Linked DNA regions of Mus musculus: region 2 is linked to region 1. The links are chromatin contacts, called in public Hi-C maps. All regions are on one chromosome and are shown on one strand. Each heading gives the region's core, a stretch centred on a gene start, on an enhancer-like site or on the middle of the called end of the contact. The rest is flanking DNA. Distances are from core to core; before and after follow the strand shown. Region 1 has its middle 25 kb from the start of Gm30474. Region 2 has its middle 31 kb from the start of Gm30588.

What was found. Hi-C and Micro-C count contacts between places; a contact is called where the count stands out from the background.
Region 2: a Hi-C map of myocytes shows a contact between it and region 1, with 11 times the contacts expected there. The contact joins two enhancer-like sites. A contact is called at or near these places in 1 of 15 datasets of contacts at CTCF or cohesin (pro-B cells), 21 of 484 Hi-C or Micro-C datasets (the 3T3-L1 cell line, 3T3-L1-derived adipocytes, the AtT-20 cell line and 12 more) and 2 of 115 datasets of contacts at active chromatin or transcription factors (Th17 cells and embryonic fibroblasts).

What each region holds. Positions count from the first base shown.
Region 1 is chr16:93,104,348-93,109,593 of GRCm38.p6, reverse strand. No RefSeq gene overlaps it. Among named protein-coding and RNA genes, the nearest start is that of Gm30474, 25 kb to the left of the region's middle. Within about 2 kb of position 2,058, at least 38 of the 459 cell types and tissues checked have an H3K27ac peak or open chromatin away from gene starts, as enhancers often do. A contact at or near this core is called in the C2C12 cell line, the NIH/3T3 cell line, embryonic fibroblasts and 2 more, where this site is marked.
Region 2 is chr16:93,290,828-93,296,073 of GRCm38.p6, reverse strand. No RefSeq gene overlaps it. Among named protein-coding and RNA genes, the nearest start is that of Gm30588, 31 kb to the right of the region's middle. Within about 2 kb of position 2,958, at least 98 of the 459 cell types and tissues checked have an H3K27ac peak or open chromatin away from gene starts, as enhancers often do. A contact at or near this core is called in the C2C12 cell line, the NIH/3T3 cell line, embryonic fibroblasts and 2 more, where this site is marked.

The sequences.
Region 1 (5,246 bases), core at 809-3,308:
GGGTAGGTGGGTAGCCCAGTAGCTACCTCTACAGTGCGTGGCTAGCATGTACAGGACGTTGGTTCAAACCTCAGCAGCAGAGCGGTGGCACATACTGCAATCCCAACAGCCTACCCATAGGTAAAGGCTGGGGGCCCAAGAGCTCGAGATCAGCCTTGGGTATATACAGTAAGCCTGAGGTCGGCTTGGGCTACACTAGACACTGCACGAATCTTCTTAAAAATGTTTACATGGAGTAAACTTGCAGGTAGAACTATTGATGTTCCTCACAAGTTTTTCAAACTTTTTGAATAGTTCCCCCCCCCTTTTTTTAAAGATTGACTTTATTTTGATATTTTATAGAATCTGTTCTGGCAAGAGCCTAGTCACTATTTTAATGGTTGAGAGTGACATGTTAAATAATTAAGCCCTATCTCTTTATGTAGCTAAGACCGCAGAATAGCATCTGTGACATCCTAAGGAAAGCACCAAGCATTGTAATGCCTCAGAACTGGAGAAGTTGGGGCTTGGCCACAACCCCAAAAGATCCAATTTCTGCTTTCAAATATCCTCCATCCTACTGAAGGTCCCTGAGATTAGTGAGCGGCACAAGCACCATGAACTTGAGAATCGACTCTCTGAGAACGTAGCATGTTCTGCGGTGCCCTGTGATGTCAGGGATGCCCCCTCGGATGCTTTCACTTCAATTCACCTCCTCGCTTGTCAACAAGAAGGTTGTGGTCACTTCTCAGGTACATCCACCTCGTTTTGTGAGATAGAATCTCACCCTAACTGGTCATCAAACCCCAGGGACCCAACTGTCACCGCCTCCCCAGAGCTGGCATTACAAGCATGCACCACCACACACACCTTTTTAAGCGTGGGTCCTTGAACTTGGGTCCTCACGCTGTCAAGGCGGACACTTGACTTCCTGCACTGTCTCCCAGGCTTGGTGCCAGTCCTCATTGAGGAATAAGCCAGACATCCAGCAGTTGTATTTGATCTAAAGCTACCCCATCTTGTCCCTGTCACCTAGGTGTGCACAACACGAGCTTTCTGTACTCTTTATCCTAGAAGACAGAAGCCATCTCTGCACACCAAGGACCATAAGACAATATGGATTTCATGACTCCCTCAAACGTTCGTTAAGGCTGGCCTGTCAGGGTTGGGAGTACACATATAACTTAATATACATCTTTTTAGGTCCATAACAAAAAGTGTTGTATGCTTGCAACCAGAACAGCGCCATATCCTAATTATTATTTATTATTGTCATCAAAGCCACAGCTACTGGTCTTGATAGTGAGAGCTAACATGAAATAGATATTGACAAACTATTCACCGATTTAATCATCTCTCCAGCCACTTGTGTTTGCAAATGAATCTCCTGTCAACATCAAATCCTCATCAGCATTCCACACTCAGTGTGTGAGGATCATGTAAAATTGATGAGCTCAGATTTCTATTAAATGCACTACCTATTTCTGGGGTTACTTATATGGGCTTTCTGGAAGCTTGGAATCCTGGTGTCTTATAAACAAGACAGGCTCTGGCCTTTTACTTTAAAAGGGTCTTTAGAAAGCTTTTAGGACTATGCTGAGATGGAGTGCTCGTTAGAAAGATTGGAAAGAATGGAAAATTCCATGTGTGTGAGATTCCTGGGTAATATGTACAAATTAAGACTGTAAAGAAATTGATGGGAGCAATGTACATTTAATTTCAATATTTTGTGTGAATGTGTGTGTATGCACCATGTGTGTACATTGTCTGGGGAGACCAGAAGAGGGGGCTCAGCTCCCCTGAAATGAAAACGAAGTTCTAGATGGTGGGTGCTGGGAATTGAACTGGAGTTCTCTGGAAGAACTGCTAATGCTTTAAACCATTGAGTCATGTCTCCAGTCCTTTATATTTACTTTTAATTTATGTGTCTGTGTGTGCTGCATGTGTGTGCAGGTGCCCTTGTGGCCAGAAGAGGGCGTCAGATGCCAGTGGAGTTATGGGCAGTTATAAACCGACCAATGCAAGTATTGGGAGGCGACTCACATCCTTTGAAAGAACAACAGTTGCTCTAAAGCTCCGAGTCATCCCTCCAGTCCTAACAGGACATTGTTACTCATGTATTTATTTGCCTAGAAGTTCTATGTTGGCCTTAACCATAACGGGACCTAACTCTTGGCACCAAACACTATGCGAATGTTGAGGTATTATTTCCAAGCCCTGGGAACAGCTGCTGTTTATTGTGTTACAGTCGCCACCTCCTGAAGAATGTGATTCTGTTTCAAAGATATCCAAGCACTGACCAGGCAGCCTCAACCCAGATGAGCTGTGGCAACCAACGTGGCACGCTGTTATCCTGCTGTTATGAGGTGCACTCCATCAAGTGGTTCCAGATCCTTCTCCCCTGTGCCTGCAAGGGGAGGCTCTGTTGACTTTGGGGGGGCTGTAAATCCGAGTGGCACTTTTATGATTGAGGGGTAGACAGTGGTAGAGGATTTGTGTGACGCTCTATGAAAATTAGCAAATGCTGCAAACTCTGAGTCAGGAAGATTCATGGGAGGCAAGCCTGGGTTGCAAAAGGCATGGAGGCTTCCTGGAATCCGTGAGCTTCTGAGGATTACAAGAACGATCCCGAGGAGCTTGCCAAGGCCGCTCCTGTGGGATTAAGTGCACGGCCAGCTCTCAGACTATTCCTTGTATTGCATGGCTTGGGAATGCAGGGGCAGGGAGACCGCTAAATACCCTTGGCACTTTGAACTCTTTCAGCTTAGCACCCCTTGACATCATCAAAAATTTTTTTCTTTCTGTTTAGGGGAAGAAAGAGAGAGAGAGAGAGAGAGAGAGAGAGAGAGAGAGAGAGAGAGAGAGAGAGAGAGAGAGAGAAAGGAAGGCAGACCTAATTTGAGAAGCCCCATCCTCACCACAACCCTCTTTAGAACAAATGAACATTTTTCTCATGAGAAAGGTGGTTGACCTTCAATGAAGGACCTTTTGCTCCTGAAAAAAATTAGGAAATAATGTAATAGCTTATGTGTAGGTTGAGGCACTGATCTTATCCACACATTTTTTTTTTTACTGTTCTCAAAGGCTAGAGAAAATGGGATATCTGAATTTTTTAAGATTTGAAATATATAATTCGACCTAAAATAATCTCACTTTTAAGGACTTGGTCTGAGGAAATAAATAATTATAACTGACAAGAGTGAAAGTCATTTCAGAACTGCTCATAAGATCAAAAATGGTCTACTTTTATGTCAAAATGTTATAGATGACGTAAACAGTGTCATCTATAATGTGTTTCTAGAAGTACTCTGAGCTAGAGAGCTGGCTCTGTAGCTAAGAGCCCTTGCTGCTCTTACTGAGGACCCAGGTTTGGTTCTCAGCACCTATTTTAGGTGGTGCACAGCCACCTGTAACTCCAGTTCCAGCGATCAAACAGCATCTTCTGGTGTTCCTGAGTACTGCAAACATATGTGTGCACATGGGATTTGTTCACACAGACACGGGTGCACACATGTGCATGCACACGTGTAAATAAAAACAATGGAAATAACCACTTCAAAAATGCATAGCAGGCTAATGCCTTTCTCAGAAGATTTTCCATTATGGCGGAGAACTTGGAGAGATGGACAGACAGACTGATTTCTAGCAGAGGTTGTTCATGGTGCCATAGAGTCATCTCTCAGAGAAGATTTGTTCTGATGATGCTGGCTACAGAGGGAGACCTCAGGTTAGCTTCTCACATGAAGACAGTGCAACTTCCAGAGGCAATGTTCATTCTTCCAAGGGACCCAGCAAGTCTCAAGTTTTGATTCTTGCAAAACTTCCCTAAGAGTGTACAGAACTCCCCCCTTCGGAAATTTATAAAGTCATATCCCTGTGGGGCTGCATCACCTTGGTCAAGGAGGACAAGACACTCTTGCCAGCTCTCCATGAGTGGTGAGTCTGTGGCCACATGAGTGCTCTCAGGCAAGGATTTTCTGAAAGAGCTGTAGGGGCTGCTGTAACAATAATAACACAGAATTCACTGTGTGTGAAGTGTTGGGATGCAGGTGGGGGAAGCTCCAAGAAGGGAGTCAGTGAACCAGTGTGAGTGTGGTCAGGCCAGATCACCCCACCACAAACCTTGTAAGTTTGGAGGAACACACAGGGAATGATGGGACTACCCACAAAGGTAGAGCAACCACCCTGGCCCCCACGGCCTAGGATAGAAATACATGGTTTCGGGAGCCCAAGATGCTATCCATAAATATGTTCCTGCTGAGGGCCATGGCAGGGAGGGAGTCTGTTCTACAACTTTCTCCCAAGCTCTGCTTGTTTTATTGGTCATCTTTGGGCTTCTTTGGCTTATACATACAATATCCCTGCCTCTACCTTAGTCTCCCCATGTGTCTGTCTGTCCCCTTCCTCCTTTTATAAGGACATACATCATTCTCAGTTAAGACAACTGTATAGCAGGGTACCTTATCTAGTTTTATGGATAACATTTTTTCTCAAAAGTTATATATTAAGGTTCTGGGGGTCAGGACTTTAATGAAAGCCCTAGAATGTCCTAGAATGTTCTTTTGGTTATTATAGCAGCGCCTACAGCTCATTCAGAAAATCCTTACCTACGCGCATTCATGTGTCCCCATCTCCTCTCATGGAAAGCTGGTTTCCCAGTGCTGGTTAAGAGTGCCTTTTTCTCCTTGACCAAGGAGATGGAGCCTCAAAGGGACATGACTTTATAGGACTATAATGAGGTACTATAACTCCACCCATGAGGGCAGGGCAGGAAAAGTTCAAGGGTGCACACTGAGATCTGGTTAACCTTCCAGCCTGGGTGGTCTTTTTTCATGCCTGCCTCACCATTACAAGAACCTCCCAAAGGTGGCCCTAGATCTTGCTTCTGAAAAGAGGCACTGGGTAGAGAGCCAGAAATCAACCTACCCTCCATTCTATGGCTCAGAGAAGCCGGGCTACCTCTGTGAACACCAGGGAGGGGCTCAGTCAGGAATAAACAAGATGAACCAAGCTCCCCAACTCACTGGCGGTCAAGAGGCTAAGATGCTATTCTGGGGCCTGTCATTCAGAGGAACCTTCAGGACAGTGCTTGGCAAAGATGCACAGAAGAAAACAATTTAGCAATTAGGATACAAAAATATACACACTCTCAAGACAGCAGGAAAGTTGCCATAAAGATGGGACAATGACATCAATCGATGCCTGGGAATGGGAAGGACCAAAAAAAACCCCAGCCAGACATCAAGCTGGATCAAAAGCTTCATTAA
Region 2 (5,246 bases), core at 1,709-4,208, 190 kb before region 1:
CAGTTATTCCTTTTCCTGCCTTGTTGCGTCGGTTAGGTACGTAGGTGCTGCAGTGGGAGCCGGTGTCTTTTGTCATGTCTCAGACTTGGGATTCTCCCTTTAAGGTGGCACTATTGATTCCCTATTATAGGGTTCTGTACCCTGCACATTTTCATGAATTTGGTTTTCCTGTCATGCTTCCAGCTGTCAAGTTTTACCCTTGTAGCCCTCTCCCCTCAATGTTCTATTTCAGGTTTCCTATACATTTTTTCTTATATAATAATCTGTGAATGTTATTTCCTAATATTACTCTGTTATCTATCCTGAGGAGTTTATACATAGACAGCATGTATTGAGTGCCTAGTCATCAATGATATTTTACTTGTGGTTTTTGCATTAATAACTAATCTACATATAGATGAACCAGTAATAGTTTTCTAATGTCTTTGTCTAGTCTATGGGCTACACTCACCATGTAAATAGAAAGAAGGGTTTTCTCTGGGTTGCTTTGTATGAACATGGAAAATGTGTGGATTAGACCTGTAACTTCATGTGGCCTTTCACAGTTTAGCTCCCAATTCTCCAGTAGATGGGCAGGGGTATTGTCAGCTGAGGCTTGGTTTTTATTTTAATTTCCATCTTTGGGATTGAGGCTAGGGCCAGAGGAACCTATATTCCTGCCTTTTAGCTAACCTCGGGGTCTATTTGGCCTTGGCCTTAAGCACTGTTAGGTCCAATCAAACAGCAGTTCCCTGACCATCACCTTGCTTTGCTGAGAGAATTTTAAGAAACAGATGGAAAAGACCATATTTTAAAAAGCACAGAGATTGGAACCTCTCTGCTGTTTCTGGCCCAAATGAGGAAACTCCCAAGGCTCCTGCCATGGTAAGAAACCACAGTTAACAATGGTGAATAAAACCACATCTTAATTTCTCCCCGAATTTCCATTTTACAGAGAATTTGGGGGAAAAAAATCAATCTTCAGAGGCTGTGGAAAAACACAAAGTTGTGTATTTATTTTATTTTATTTTTTATCTTGGAAAAATGTCTGTATCATAATAAAGTCTCTCAAGACACCAGCTTGAGTCACGTCCCTCTGAGTTGGCACATCCAGCAGCAGGCCTTGGGTGTCGCAGGCCCTCAATAAGTGATTGTGTATCGAAGATGTTTGCTCTCCTCAAAACCAGTCGCCACAAATCAGCATCAAGTCAGGCCAGGCAAGAAACATTCTATTTTTAGTAGAGATGGCTCATTATGTTTGTCTGTGTCACTGAAACGTCTTAAATGAAAGAACAAACAAGCAAACAAACAAGCAAGCAGAATGATCATAGGTGGGGACGCTTGTTTTGGACATTAGCTCCACCCCTGGTGTAAATATGTTACTTTGTAACATAATGTGAAGATTCTCCTTAAGTACTGAGTTGAGTGGCCACCACTGCCTGCATTTCTTACCTCAGCCTAGTGGTGTCATTCTCAGATTAATCTGAGAAGCATCGGAAGCAGGGGAAGTTAGCCTCCAGACTCTGCCTCTCCGCTTTCTTCCTTTAAGTGTGTGTGGGGGGGGGGTGCGGGGGGGGGATGGGATGGGGGAGGGGGGAGGGGTGTGATTCTGCAGGCAGCACCACACAATTTTTTTCTCATCTGCATCTTTAGAAATGACAGGTGACTGGGGGAATCTCAGTGGAATTTAGCGAACCAGGTCCATGCAGCCTGCAGAAACGGTGTCTTCACTTCTGTATGGCTGTGGGGTCGTCACGGCCACTTGTCTACCATGAAGAGGTAGGAAAACCCTTTGGACTTCAACTGAGATGCCAGTCCCATGGCCAGCTATCTCCTTGTATGTCCCTTTCAACTGAAAAAGACATCATGTGATAACAGTTTTTATTTTTTTCCTGTTAATTATATTTTCCCTCCATTTGTAACAGCAATGAATACACTTAGAGAGATGGACTCTTTTGTGCTACAACAAACAAGCAAGGACATAAAGTAAACAAATGTTTCATAAGAGATAAGCAAAAGCTGCAATTATTACCATATGTAGTCGGTTTGTCTATCACCTGTCTGCATATCACCTATCTGTCTGTCTGTCTGTCTATCTATGCATCTATAAATCTATCTATCTATCATACATCTATCTATGTATCTATCCAAACACAGAGGAGGGAAGAAAGGGGAGAAGGGAGAGGGAGGGAGGGAGGAGAGAGAGAGAGAGAGAGAGAGAGAGAGAGAGAGAGAGAGAGAGAGAGAGAGAGAGAGAGAGAGAGAGAGAGAGAGAATCCTTTAGGAGAAAGGATTTGTCACATTCTGTGTTTGTAAGCAACTTTACTATTGTAGACAGTCAGTGTATTATCACGATGGCCCCTGGTGTATGTGCCATTACTGAGTATTTGGGGGGTGGGTTCAGGTTCTAGTTCTGTAGCCCCAAGTCCTTGGAGCACCATTTCTTAAAGCATTCTGTTTTAATCGTGTTCTTATGTGATTCATAGAGTGAAGTAAAGTTTTAAGGTAAATCTTATTAGGATGTGACTATTCTAATTTGAACCAAACAGAAATTCAGTTCCCGAACTTCTCTGGTATGCGCTCAGCAGGAGACCTGTGAAGTGAGCAAGACCTCTGCCCCTCCCTCTGACAGGCGACAGGCCTTCCCTGGTGTCAAGGTTGCTGGTGGAGGAAATGAAACCAGGACAACAGGGACAAAGATCATATAGCTACAGAACAGCAAGAAACTTGAAGAATCCGTGGCTTGAGTCTCCCTTTCCTCAAGGCTTCCAGTGGGTCTCGCGGCTTGGTCCAGGCAGTTGATGGGGTGGAATGCTGAGTGTGGGGGAGACTAAGTCTAATACAACGGGCAGCGAGCATGCCTGTGTGTCCTCCAGGGGGAGACATTTCTCTTTCTCCCATGGCTGTGTGTTACCCAAAGCTAAGGTGGTCAGTGACACATTTGCAAGGCATGTCTCTGGGACACAGAGCAGAACAGGCTTGCAGAGCAGCTGCCCTCTGTGAGACTGAAGACCGAACGACTGTCTGTTTGCCCTCCAGTCCACACTGTCTAGAGGCCAACTGCTGCTCCTGGCCAGCAGCGCCTCAGGCCTTCCCATCACCACCCCAGAGAAAACCGTCAGAAGAGCATTGGCAGTTGTATGTTCTTACAGGAGGCCTGGAGTGTCCTGTAGGGACCACCGTAGGGACAATAAGAGCCAGGGACATAGCCTGGCACTTGAAAGATCTGCCACACTGCCCAGTTTGATTTTACGTTTCTCCCTTTCAGCCACTGTTTAGCTGTTCAGTTTACTAGAAATGTCTGTAGTTCTTAAGTGGCTGGTGGCCATTTTTCAAGGACTTTCTTTCTTGGTGTCATTCCTCTTAAAGAATGAACTGCGCAACCACATGCGTCTAGGAGGGTGGGCGAGAGAAAGGAGCAGGCACAGGATTCAAAGAAGTCAATTTAGCTACTTATTAACCGTGCCTGGAAATGTGAAGAGGAAAAGGTGGGAACTAATGACTCCAATGGGTGTTTGAAAAGAACTGGCTCTTTTGTTCCCAGCTCCGTGAACCCTCTCTTTGGAGAACCCAGAGCTGGTCCTCAGTCAATGAGTGTGGCAAGGATCATTTCAAGAACAAATTGAGGAAACGTAGGCACGGGTCTTTCATCGCCTTTTCGCGGTGATTAGATTTATTTACCTCCCTTGCTGGCCCCTTCTCTTTCATGCTTTCCAACCGCTTTAAAATCAAGAGTGAAAAATGAAACCGAGTTCCGGCTTTTAAGAAAATGAGAGAGGGTGGGGGCTGGGCTGGCTGACAGGTGCACACTTCCTGGGAGCCAGAGAATAGCAAGAAGTTTAAGAAAAGAACTGTGTGACCATAGCTGGCCTTGCCTGGGAGAAAGTCACTAATTGAAAGTCTGGCCAACGTTAAATGTGCTGGTGAAGTGCACTGATTTATTGGGACCAGTGTGGGGGAAAGGTCTGTGGAGCAAATTGAAAGAACAAACAGGGAAACGGTGTGTTTTCCTCGCCGAGAGATAGCTCCAAACGTTTGTAAAAATCACTTTGTATTTCAATCCCCCTGCAAAACGGTGAAAAGTTCTGGTTCCTAACTTCTAAGAGTTACTGTGAAAACCCTTACAACATCCCTAAGGTGTTCCTTCCTTGCGTGGGATCCTGTCATCCTCGTGACCGTGTGAGTTCGGGGGGAAGCAGAATTTTGTGAAAATGTTTCTCTACTTTAGACTTTTCTACAACTTTCTACCCAATTAGAGGATGTTAGTGGGGTTTGCTGCGTAGTGTGCTGGTATTTTGTGACTCGCAGGCGCTGATCTGTTTCCCTGGCTGTCTCACAGTTCATGAAGAAGTCTGCTCTAAAAAATGGCTTCTCACCATTCTGAGGGCCATCCCATCCCATCCCATCCCATCCCCCCCACCCCATCCCACCCCACCCCACCCCATCCCATCCCATCCCACCCCATCCCACCCCACTCCATCCCATCCCATCCCACCCCACCCTACCCCATCCCACCCCACCCCACCCCATCCCATCCCACCCCACCCTACCCCATCCCGTCCCATCCCATCTCACCCCACCCTACCCCATCCCACCCCACCCCACCCCATCCCATCCCACCCCACCCTACCCCATCCCATCCCACCCCACCCCATCCCATCCCACCCCACCCTACCCCATCCCATCCCATCCCATCCCATCCCCCCCACCCCATCCCACCCCACCCCACCCCATCCCATCCCATCCCACCCCATCCCACCCCACCCTATCCCATCCCATCCCATCCCATCCCATCCCACCCCATCCCACCCACCCCATCCCATCCCCTCTTCATCCTTCTCTACTGGGTTCTCAAGGCTTGCCCTGAGTCAGTTATGGGTATGCAGCATTTACATTGCCATTATCAGTGACAACATGCAGGGACCTTAGTGGCACTTGGGAGTTAGAATGCCTTCATCTTGGAGATGAGGAGACACAGGTCCACAGAGGTAAAGAGAAGCATCCAAGGCCTCGACGTGTTTATTTCATTGATTTCTAGAATCAAAAGTTATGAATCCCTTACTCCGAGGCTGCAAGACTCATTCAGTGTAGTACATCACAGAGTGGGAGGGAGGAGGGGGAGGGCTGCACAGAGTGAATGAGAAGTGTATGTGTAGCCACAGCTTGCTATTCAGGAATCTTTTCTCTGTGTTAAAAACGTCATCAAATTAGAAGTATAAGCATGCATCTTTGTCCTATTCGAGAAGCCTGACTTGCTGTCACTAGAA